Linked DNA regions of Danio rerio: region 2 is linked to region 1. Evidence: chromatin contacts called from public Hi-C data. All regions are on one chromosome and are shown on one strand. Each heading gives the region's core, a stretch centred on a gene start, on an enhancer-like site or on the middle of the called end of the contact. The rest is flanking DNA. Distances are from core to core; before and after follow the strand shown.

Region 1 (5,151 bases), core at 1,465-3,964:
ATTGTATTTGAATTTGAGGGAATTTGCGAGAGTCTCAGCATTGCACTTTCGTACAATACTTGTACCTCCAGCGGCGGTCTCTGAAAAGCATAAAATTAACATCACATTAGTATTGAAATATGCATTTTCTTTATATGCCATTTTTATTCTAGCACAATCATTGTCTACTAAAAACCTTTATTAATTTTTAAATAAAAAAAACATTTCAGAGGGTAAATGACAGAATTATCTGAAAATACTGCAATGTACACATGTACACATGTTGTTTGGAATTATTAGTGTCAGATTCACTAAAACCTTGAACCACTGCAATGGCCTCTTGGCTTTAAAAGTCTGTTAAAAAATCACTCTTAGAATATTCTACTCCAGTCGATGCCTTGTTTTTCCCGTAGTGCAATTACAAGAAAATTGTGTAATTGTAGTAATTCGCTTTATTTATTAAATGTGGCACTTAATCTTTATTATACAACTCAGATTGGCTATTTGTAGTGCTCTGCAGTCTGGTGTTTTTGTGAAATTGATCATGTCCATATATTTATTTTTAAGCAGCTTCATGTCTATATATTTATTTACCATATCCATACACTGTATATATACCATTTAATATTTCTGTATAATGACTATTAAAATTCATAAACTAAAAGCCATTTCAATTACACCATAGACTCCATAAGGTATCATTATGGACCCTTCAGGTACAAATTTGTACCGTTTGAAAAGTTACATGCCCCAGTGACAGCTCCTGTACCTTTATTTCTGAGAGTGTAAACAGTTGAGGTCAGAATTATTAGTCCCCCTTTGAATTTTTTTTTCTTTTTTAAATATTTCCCAAAATATAAATAAAAAAAAAGTTTTTAATTTTTAAAGAAACATTTTAAAGCCAAAATTATTAGCCCCTTTAAGCTATATATTTTTTCGATAGTCTACAGAACAAACCATCCTTATACAATAACTTGCCTAATTACCCTAACCTGCCTAGTTAATTAACCTAGTTAAGCCTTGAAATGTCACTTTAAGCTGTATAGAAGTGTCTTGAAAGATATCTAGTAAAATATTATGTACTGTCATCATGGCAAATATAAAATATATCAGTTATTAGAAATGAGTTATTAAAACTATTATGTTTAGAAATGTGTTGAAAAAAAAAATCTGCTCTCTGTTAAACAAAAATTGGGGAAAAAAATAAACAGGGGGGCGAATAATTCTGACTTTAACTATATATGTCCATATATTTATTCAATTAGCAAGCGGATAGAAGGAACCCTATCAGCTGATCACCCTGTCAGTATTTAGAGTGAATATTTTGGGTAGCCATACTTACTCATGTTTATTCTCGTGGTAGCTTTCAGCACCCGCCAGGTAGTTTTGGTTGGGCACAGTCCAGTGAAAGTATTCATCAAACCAGTTCACATAAGTCGTCCACTCACATTCAGCAATACATTGGCCAATACCTCTACAGCAGTGAAACTGCCACCTGGATAAAGATACGTCACAAGATTACCTGAGGTGACACATGTCAAAATTAGTAAGAAAATCTCCGCTCACCGTCTGTCCTCATGTTTGTTGTTGTGGTAGCTGCTCATTCCTGACATGAAGTGGTGTGCTGGACACTCATAGGTGAACTGTTGGTCGAAGTCATTGACATACGGTGACAGAAAACAGTCTGCACCAGAGCTAAAGGTGTCTTTACAGCCAAACTCCCACATCCGGTCCTCATGATGATTGTGATGTTGGCTTTGGTTTATTAGGATGAAAGTATACAGTGAGGATTAATTCAGGGGAGTCTAAAGTCGGTCCTGGAGGGCCGGTGTCCTGCTGATCTTAGCTCCAACTTGCTTCAACACACCTGACTGGAAGTTTCTAGTATAGCTAGTAAGAGCTTGATTAGCTTGTTCAGGTGTGTTTGATTGGGGTTGGAGCTAAACTCTCCAGGACACCCTGGACAACCCTGAAGTAATTGAATAGACGTAAATAGATAAATTATATACAAGAACTTACTGTCAGTACTGTATTTCACTTTCTGTAAATGAATTGTAAACTCAAGCACTCTTTAAATTGAGCATTGAGTTCCAAACCAAATCAAGGGACATGTCAGAACTTCAGTGAACATTCTACCAAAGTTAGCAAACCTTTTTTTCAGTAATGTTAACAGAACGTTTGTGATAACACAAATTTAGCTGGTCTTTATTTTTAAGCACACAATGGTATACACTGTTTAACGTATTCTAACAATATTCAATGATAAAATTCCCAAAATAACTTACGAAATTTAATCATTTCTTAGCATTTAACTAGTTATAAAATGAGCTTTAAGCAGTATGTTCCAGTTAACTTGAATAATTTATGCCATATAACTTGCTGCAATGCAAATCTATTATGTGTTTAAATTTATTCATAATTCAGCTAAACATATACTGTATTTCTTCAACAAAATACAAAGTATCTGCTTTCCACTCACTCACCTCTTTATATAGGAGATGGACTGTCCTGGAGGGCAGGTAAAGTCTAGAGGCTGATCATAGGCATTTTCCCAGAGTAATTCTGTGGGAATGGATTCAGACAGAGTATTTCACAACAAGCCTATATATTGATTTATAAGAAGTGAAAAAACGTTCAAAAAGCTTCTCACCCTGTCCACTCGCCAAGAGAGCGGTCAGCAGCAGAAATACAGCAGCTCTCTGCATGATGTTGTCAAGTCAAATTAGGAGACGATCTATGAGAAAAAGCGTGCAGCGTTTATATAGAGCTCAGAGCTGATGGTCACTGATGTATCATACGGTCGGTTATTTAACAAGTGTGTTCTCATCATGTTTGAACAGGTGTTGACCTTCACCATTTTAAGGTGAATTCTCACTGATGTTAAAAAAGCAAGTTAAATACATGAAAAAGGTTTGGCATCTGTTTTTAATGATGAGTTTTCATTTTAAGCACAAGCATTATTTGTAATCGTGCAATTTCTATTGAAAAATCTTTTTTTATTTTTATTTTTTTACTTTATTGCTGAAAAACGCTTGGATTTTAGCATGAAAATACTTTTTTTTTTTTTTACATTTTAACTCTTCCCCCCTCCCCCAAAGCATCCTAATTTAGTTGAACGGGTAGTTGTATTGTTATACATGGGCTTAGGCAAAGAAAAACATATACTGTATACTCCACATACAGAAATACACATATACATATATCAATCAATAAACCCGAAGCATGAGAGGTATTTGCTTGTGCCATTGTATAGTTATGTTCCAAAAATTGTATAAACAAATCCCAAATTTTATGGTACTTCTTTAATTTGCCCTTCATACTGTAGGTGATTCTTTCCAGTGCAATGTAATGTCAAATCTTTCAGCCAGTGGTCAATAGATGAACTTTCTATGTTCTTCCAATAGAGTGCTATCAAACTCTATTCAATTTTCTATTTATATGTGTGCGATGTAGTGTTATTTTGAAATCAAATAAATATACATATATATTTTTGTCGCTTTTAAATTTAATATGTCAGTTAGTTTCTTGGTAATTTTTGTGTTTCATTGTTAATTGAGTGCAGGTAACTGTTTCTTGTCATAAATATAGACATAGATGATGGAATGATGTTAAGAAGAAATTCAATAAATCAAAACGTTTATGACAACCACCAAGTAGTTAAATCAAACATTGTATTTGCTCACTGAACACAAAGAAAGAAATAATTCCTAGCAAGTTTAAACCAACACTTGTGTTACTTCAACATCACACACTCTGTGACTCATGGCTGAAAAAAGGATTCCAGCACAAAAGGTTAATCATCATATCCTTTAAAAAGTGGCCTTCCAAGTAACATCTCCACCATGATGCAGCCCACTGGCCAAATATCAACTGAAACAGAAAATAAAAACTGTTCCCACTCATTGAAATGTCCTGCAGTGACTTCTAGTGGTTAGCTAATGTCATAACTGCGTTTGTTTGCACTCCATTAGTAGTTCTATGTTTGACCTGTTTGTGAGTAGTGCATCCAGTTTAGAATAATCTCTGGTGCTTTGTGTTAATGCATTCAAATTCAAAAGTTTATGTATTTTTTATTATATTTTTTAGGGTACCAATAAATAAAAGCATGCAAATAAAATATGAATCATTCAGTTGATAGGTTTTGTAAGAAAATAGACAAATTCAATGATTTATTTTATTCTGTTGAGCTGATGTCATTTCTTTCTTCTCACAGTCTTGGTTCACTTCCAGATTTCCCGCTTTTTAAGAACGACACACATTTACAAGAAACACCAATCTTCAGTGCAGCCAGTGAGGTAGGAAATCTTTCCTTTTATAACTTACGTTGTTGTTGTTTTTTTACCTTATTGTAAATATATAATTTCTTGATCTAATTCAAGTATTATTTATTTATTCATTTATTTATTTGTTTATTTATTTATTATTTATTCTGAAAACAAGTAATTTTGGTTTTTATTTCAAACTATGTTGGTTTAAGAATGTAACAACATAATATTGCAAAACAAAATGGTTATAATTCTCATAGACCAAAGAAGAAAAGTTTTTTTTTTAGGCATTTAAGCCTAAAAGTGTGATATAGCTATAGGATTTAAAACTTTTCATACACACCTTTGAATTTCATTCTACAGAAGTGGTGCAAAGTCTGGTTTTATTACAGAACGTTGACCTTTTCACAATTTTAGAATTGTTATAACAATGCCCTTAAACCGTTAACGAAGTTCTTACAAAGTCTTACGAATATCTTACGAAGAACATTTTACAGCGAAGGTATTTAAACGATATGACACTTTATAGTCAGCCAGTGAAGAAAAAATACAATTTGCTTGATATGATCATAATTTCTAGGCTTGATGAACTTTAGCAACTGGCCACTCTTGACTTACTTGTTTAATAAAGATGACAGCAAGCCAGCTAATAGAGCATCACAACTGTCCAGTCTGAATATGGTATGAATGCATGTACTAGATTGTCTGCATCAGAAACAGAAATGTTGTTGGCAGTGTTTCTAAGAAATCTGTTTTATTAATATGAAAAAAATGATATTCAAAAAAAGTTGCTCTCCATAATGAAGCAACATTACATCCTTCTACTACCAAATTGTACAGTATTATATAGGCAAATGTGTGCAGGTGTTTGGTGTAAATTTGCTGTCTTATCTCAATTCTAAAATGA
Region 2 (5,151 bases), core at 702-3,201, 120 kb before region 1:
CTTTATTAAAAAAAAAAAAACTTCTAATCTTTTGTTAAGATTTTTTCTTTTTCCTATGTGGATTTGAGTATGTAGTAGGATCTCAGAGGTCACATGTTTGGTGTAAAGCACATATGAACAATCATACAAATAAAAACTATATATATTTTTATAGCTTGAGTTCAGTCTGTGCAAGCCAGAAACGAAAGCGTTTACAGCATTTGACACCATGATAAACCCTTTAGAGCTTTAATAGACGCAAATGTCCATATGCTACTTTAGACAAAACATGCATGTGGGTCAAATAAAGCATTTCAGTAATTCTTTAAAAGGCCCAAAAACGTGCTGACCAGAGGTCAGGGTTGCACTGAATGGTGTTTGCTGAGGGCCTCATTGTGGCAAAACTCCCAGACCAATGAAGCATTTTTGTTATAAAGTGAATCAAGTGTTGGCAGCTGTAGCGAATCCAGATGAACCTTATTGTACCTCTACAAACAGCTGCTGGAGGCCTGGATATAAGCCAACTATTAGCATAGTAAATAAACAGATTTTATTAGAATCACAGTTACAATGCCTCATGTTCCTGCATATAGATTTAAACGCTACTTTCACTAAAATACAACATTACACAACGTTATGATGAAGCTATCTGTGTTACAGACATGAAAGATACCTTGTATTATTTATTTAATATTTGAACTACTAGCGGATTTACAAAAATACCTAATATTTTCAAAGAGCATTTGCAAACATGAGGAGCACATATGAACACCACACTCTTATGATTACTTTTTGTCCTTACAATAAGGATTAGGTTTACTAATTTAAGGACAATAAGGTTAAGTTTACTCATTTAAATGGGTTTAATAGGTGTGGCATAATCTGTGTCCCGACCTAAACCCAAATGAAACATTGATTCCATCTTGCTAAAAGCAATGATAAAGTTTATCCTTTGTTTTACCCAGTCTGTGTATTTTGCATTTCTTTTTCAGCACTGGTCTTTGAATTTCATGTTGCGCTTCTGGAGGCCAGTCTGAATTTCTTTTCATATGTTGTGCGTTAACAATGATCCTAAACACCTAATGGCTAAGCCTGTCTGCCACAGTCGCCACGCCCCCAAACTTTTGCTATTGGTCACAAGTGATTGACAGATTTAAGTGGACCAGTCTCAGTGTTTTAAAGGGTGCTCGAGGGGACTCAGTGTTTACACTTTTGGGGGAGATATACCCATGAATGGTGCACTCATGCTATACGAACAATAGTTGAGAATTCATCTTAATATCAAAAAACTGATCGTCAAAGATCATTTTAGGAGCCATAAAGTGACACTTTAGATTAGAAACTGCTCTTATGACCTCATTATAGTGACTTTTGCTTAATATTATCGCAAGGCAAGTGCTATATTTATATTTATATAGCACATTTCATATACAATGGTAATTCAAAGAGCTTTATATAAACAAGGAGATTTTAAAAAATCATACAATAAGTATAAGGGATAAAAATAACAATGAATTAAAATGATACAAAACCAATTAAACGTGCATTAAAACAGGTTTAAAAGAAAAAAAAGCATGATTAATCTTGTAAAGTGGGCATCTACACAATGTGGGACCTGTCATGTAGCTCAGATCACATGGTTGAATACGGGGACACGTTCACACACTCAATGGCTCGTCTCCAGCTGCGTTTAGTCTTTCAAACTACAGGAACTAATTATTGTTGCGCTTGTATATGGTGCCTCGAAATAACCCAAAAGATGATTCATTCTTCCATTAACGCAGACGAAGATGTTTCCTCCTCTCCTCCCTTCTTCTCTCCTCTTTTCAGATACTCCACACTCTTTTGGGAAGCCATGATTGATGCCCGTGACCCGGTGACCTGGAGTGCGTTTGACTGATCTCTATGCCAGCCAACCACAAAGCCCGACGCCATTGATTTCCCCTTCTGATCCCTCCCTTTTGTCTGCGGGGATTATTCCCATGGCAACGCTGGTGGTCTGTAAGGTAACGTTCTCAGAGCCCAGAGTAATAGACCCTCACCAGGCCCTGAGGGTGAACTTATTCCACTTCACCCAGACAGACTTTAAGGGAAAACTAATAGCAAAGTTTCATTTCTTTGCCAGACGTCTCTTAAGGTTTGCGGAGGGGAAGAAACCGAGACAGAGATAAATGAGGGAAGAAACTGAGGGAGAATTTCCTGGGCTTTTGCTCTGCTATCCGATCATCAACAGAATCAGTAATTCTACAGCACTCTTTTTGTCTTAAAGGTATAGTTCACTCTAAAATGAAGATCGAGTGCATTGCTGCTCACTTATCTTTTTCAACAGAGCTTGTTCTAGACGTAATTTTTCTATTTTGATTACAAAAGAACTTTGGTGAACTCTTATAAACCAGCAAGCAAACCAGCCAGCTTCAAAATCTGTAATTCTCCAACACTCTTTGTCTTAAAGGGATAGTACACACTAAAATGAAGATCGAGTGCATTGCTGCTCACTTATCTTTTTCAGCAGAGAATGTACTCCTAATCATTTAATTTATAGGTTGTTTGCACATTGCGTCATTGATGAAACGCGAAATTCAGATGAAGGGTAGGAAGTGACTTTTCTACATAGAATCAAGTTCACACTTTGCTGAGGATTGATTATAAGTGGGGCGAGGCAGTGGTGCAGTAGGTAGTGCTGTCGCCTCACAGCAAGAAGGTCGCTGGTTCGAACCTCGGGTCAGTTGGTGTTTCTGTGTGGAGTTTGCATGTTCTCCCTGCCTTCGCGTGGGTTTCCTCCGGGTACTCCGGTTTCCCCCAAAGACATGTGGTACAGGTGAATTGGGTAGGCTAAATTGTCCATAGTGTATGAGTGTGTGTGTGAATGTGTGTGTAAATGTTTCCCAGAGATGGGTTGCGGCTGGAAGGGCATCCGCTGCGTAAAAACTTGCTGGATAAGTTGGCGGTTCATTCCGCTGTGGCGACCCCAGATTATTAAAGGGACTAAGCCGACAAGAAAATGAATGAATGAATGATTATAAGTGAAGTTTATTTATAAACTAATTTCGAGAGGATCTCGTGCTTATGATTGCTTGCTGCCAGCCATGCATTATTCAATTTATGATTCACCAATCAGACGATTCCTAAGCCACAATAAATACCCTGAGTTCCATATTACAGCCATCTTTGTTTTGAAGAATCCCCTCTTCCACTCCTACTCCTCTTCCTTTCCTAGATGGGTGGCACGGTGGCCCAGTGGATAGAACTGTTGCCTCACAGCAAGAACGTCACTGTTTTTTAGTCCTTACCAAGCCAGCCGATGTTTCTGTGCGAAGTTTACACTTTCTCCCCGTGCTCACGTGGATTTCCCTGGGGTTCCCTGGTTTTCTCCCACCGTCCAAAAACATGCAACTTAAGTTAATTGACTAATACAAATCGGCACCATAGAAATGCTCCTAGTAAGTAGTTATCTCTTAAGAGCAATCTCTGTCTGTTCATCGGCTAGTTCAGCAGGGGAGTTCTCGAGATCTAGCTGAGCTCAAACTCCCCTCCTGTTTTGCAAACGGGAGGGAGCCCCGGGCTCGAGGATCTTATGAGCTCAGGGCTCTCTCCCGGGACATCATGCCAATTAATTAATTTATTAAAGTTACAAAAAATGTCTTGTGGCTGGATGTTTTAAACTCTGAAATATTAAAATGTTCACACACTCTCAGGCCTTAAAGGGACAGTTTACTCATAGATTTAAATGTACTCACGATTTACTCACACTTCACTTGTTTCAATACTGTAGGAGATCCTAAATTCTATTCTTTTTGTGTTCATTAAAGAAAAAAAGGAATTGCATACATGTTTGAAACAAGGGAAGGGTGTCTAGAAAATGCTCATTTTTGGGTGAACCATCTATTTAAAAATGCATGCAGATGATAAACTTTTACTCCATTATGATTAAACTCTATATTAAACTATAATCCTGACATTGCATATCCTGTGATGTGACTATTGCGGATGCACATATAGATTGATATATCGATGCTGAAACGATATATTGTGCAGCTTACTTCTTTTCTGTCCTTGGCCAAAAACTAGCTCTCACATTGTTGTAAAAGTTGGAGTAAAAGTTTATCATCTGCATGCATTTTTAAATCAATGGTTCACCCAAAAATTAGCATTTTCTAGACACCCTTTCCTTGTTTCAAACATTTATGCGTTTCCTTTTTTTCTTAAACGAACACAAAAATAATATAATTTAGGATCTCCTATAGTATTAAAACAAGTGAAGTGTGAGTAAATAGTGAGTACATTTAAATCTATGAGTAAACCCTTTAAGGCCTGTGACTGTGTGAATATTTTGAGTTTAAAACATCCAGCCACAAGAATTTTTTGTAAGCATCATCAAAATCATTTTTACTTAGATATAAAAACAAATTTAAACAAAATAGATTTGTTTTGTGTTCCATAATATGCTGTAATAAATTTGAACGTCATTGTTTTTCTTATTATTTATCATGTATATGTAGACATTACATGAAACATTACGTCATGTGTATGAACCCTGTATTACTAAATATTTAGTTTTATCAAATCGTTTTATTTACACATTATGGAATATGTGTACATCAAATGATTCAACATTTTATTTACATATTATGGATTGTGTAAATAAAATATGTTATCATTGTCGTTTTGTGATTTTTAATTATTTATTTATTATTATTATTATTTTTTTAATTATTTTTCTTCCCCAGTACAGGGTTGTGGCTGGAAGGGTATTCACTGCATAAAAAACATATGCTGGAATAGTTTGTTGGTTCATTCCGCTGTGGAAACTTCAACCAGGGACTAAGCCAATGGAAAATGAAGGAATGAATGTCATTTTGTGATATATTTTACACTTGAAATAATGCAGCACAGACAAAACCCAACACTATTCAGCACATAATACTAAATGAGTCAGTGCACCTATAACGCCTTATAACTGTTGACAATCACTCACGTTGATATCTATCTTTGCAGACTTGCATGAGACAGATCTGTCCAAAGAGATGAAATACAGCCATGTTTGCTTCCTCTCTTCCTCATCCTCCTCTTCCTGTCTGCAGTGTGCTGTGAGTTATAGGCAGAAGCGGCTGTGATGTTTTCTCCATTAATCTCCGCTGAATGAGGCTGTGTGTCTTGTGTGCGTGTTCAGCT

What was found. Hi-C and Micro-C count contacts between places; a contact is called where the count stands out from the background.
Region 2: a contact with region 1 is called in a Hi-C map of hematopoietic stem cells, with 2.8 times the contacts expected there. The contact joins the enhancer-like site here to the promoter of si:dkey-14d8.7 in region 1. A contact is called at or near these places in 3 of 18 Hi-C or Micro-C datasets (caudal fin, hematopoietic stem cells and an unstated tissue).

The regions. Positions count from the first base shown.
Region 1 is chr4:5,957,273-5,962,423 of GRCz12tu, reverse strand. si:dkey-14d8.7 reads right to left here and starts at 2,714. Exons shown (of 5, transcript NM_001044836.1): 1 at 2,630-2,714; 2 at 2,463-2,541; 3 at 1,546-1,734; 4 at 1,322-1,474; 5 at 1-80. The coding sequence starts at 2,684. The coding sequence ends at 35. It overlaps LOC101884942 (soluble scavenger receptor cysteine-rich domain-containing protein SSC5D), which reads left to right. Exons shown (of 16, transcript XM_021475421.3): 8 at 4,193-4,274.
Region 2 is chr4:6,076,736-6,081,886 of GRCz12tu, reverse strand. No RefSeq gene overlaps it. Among named protein-coding and RNA genes, the nearest start is that of rsph9, 5.6 kb to the right of the region's middle. Within about 2 kb of position 1,951, at least 16 of the 62 cell types and tissues checked have an H3K27ac peak or open chromatin away from gene starts, as enhancers often do.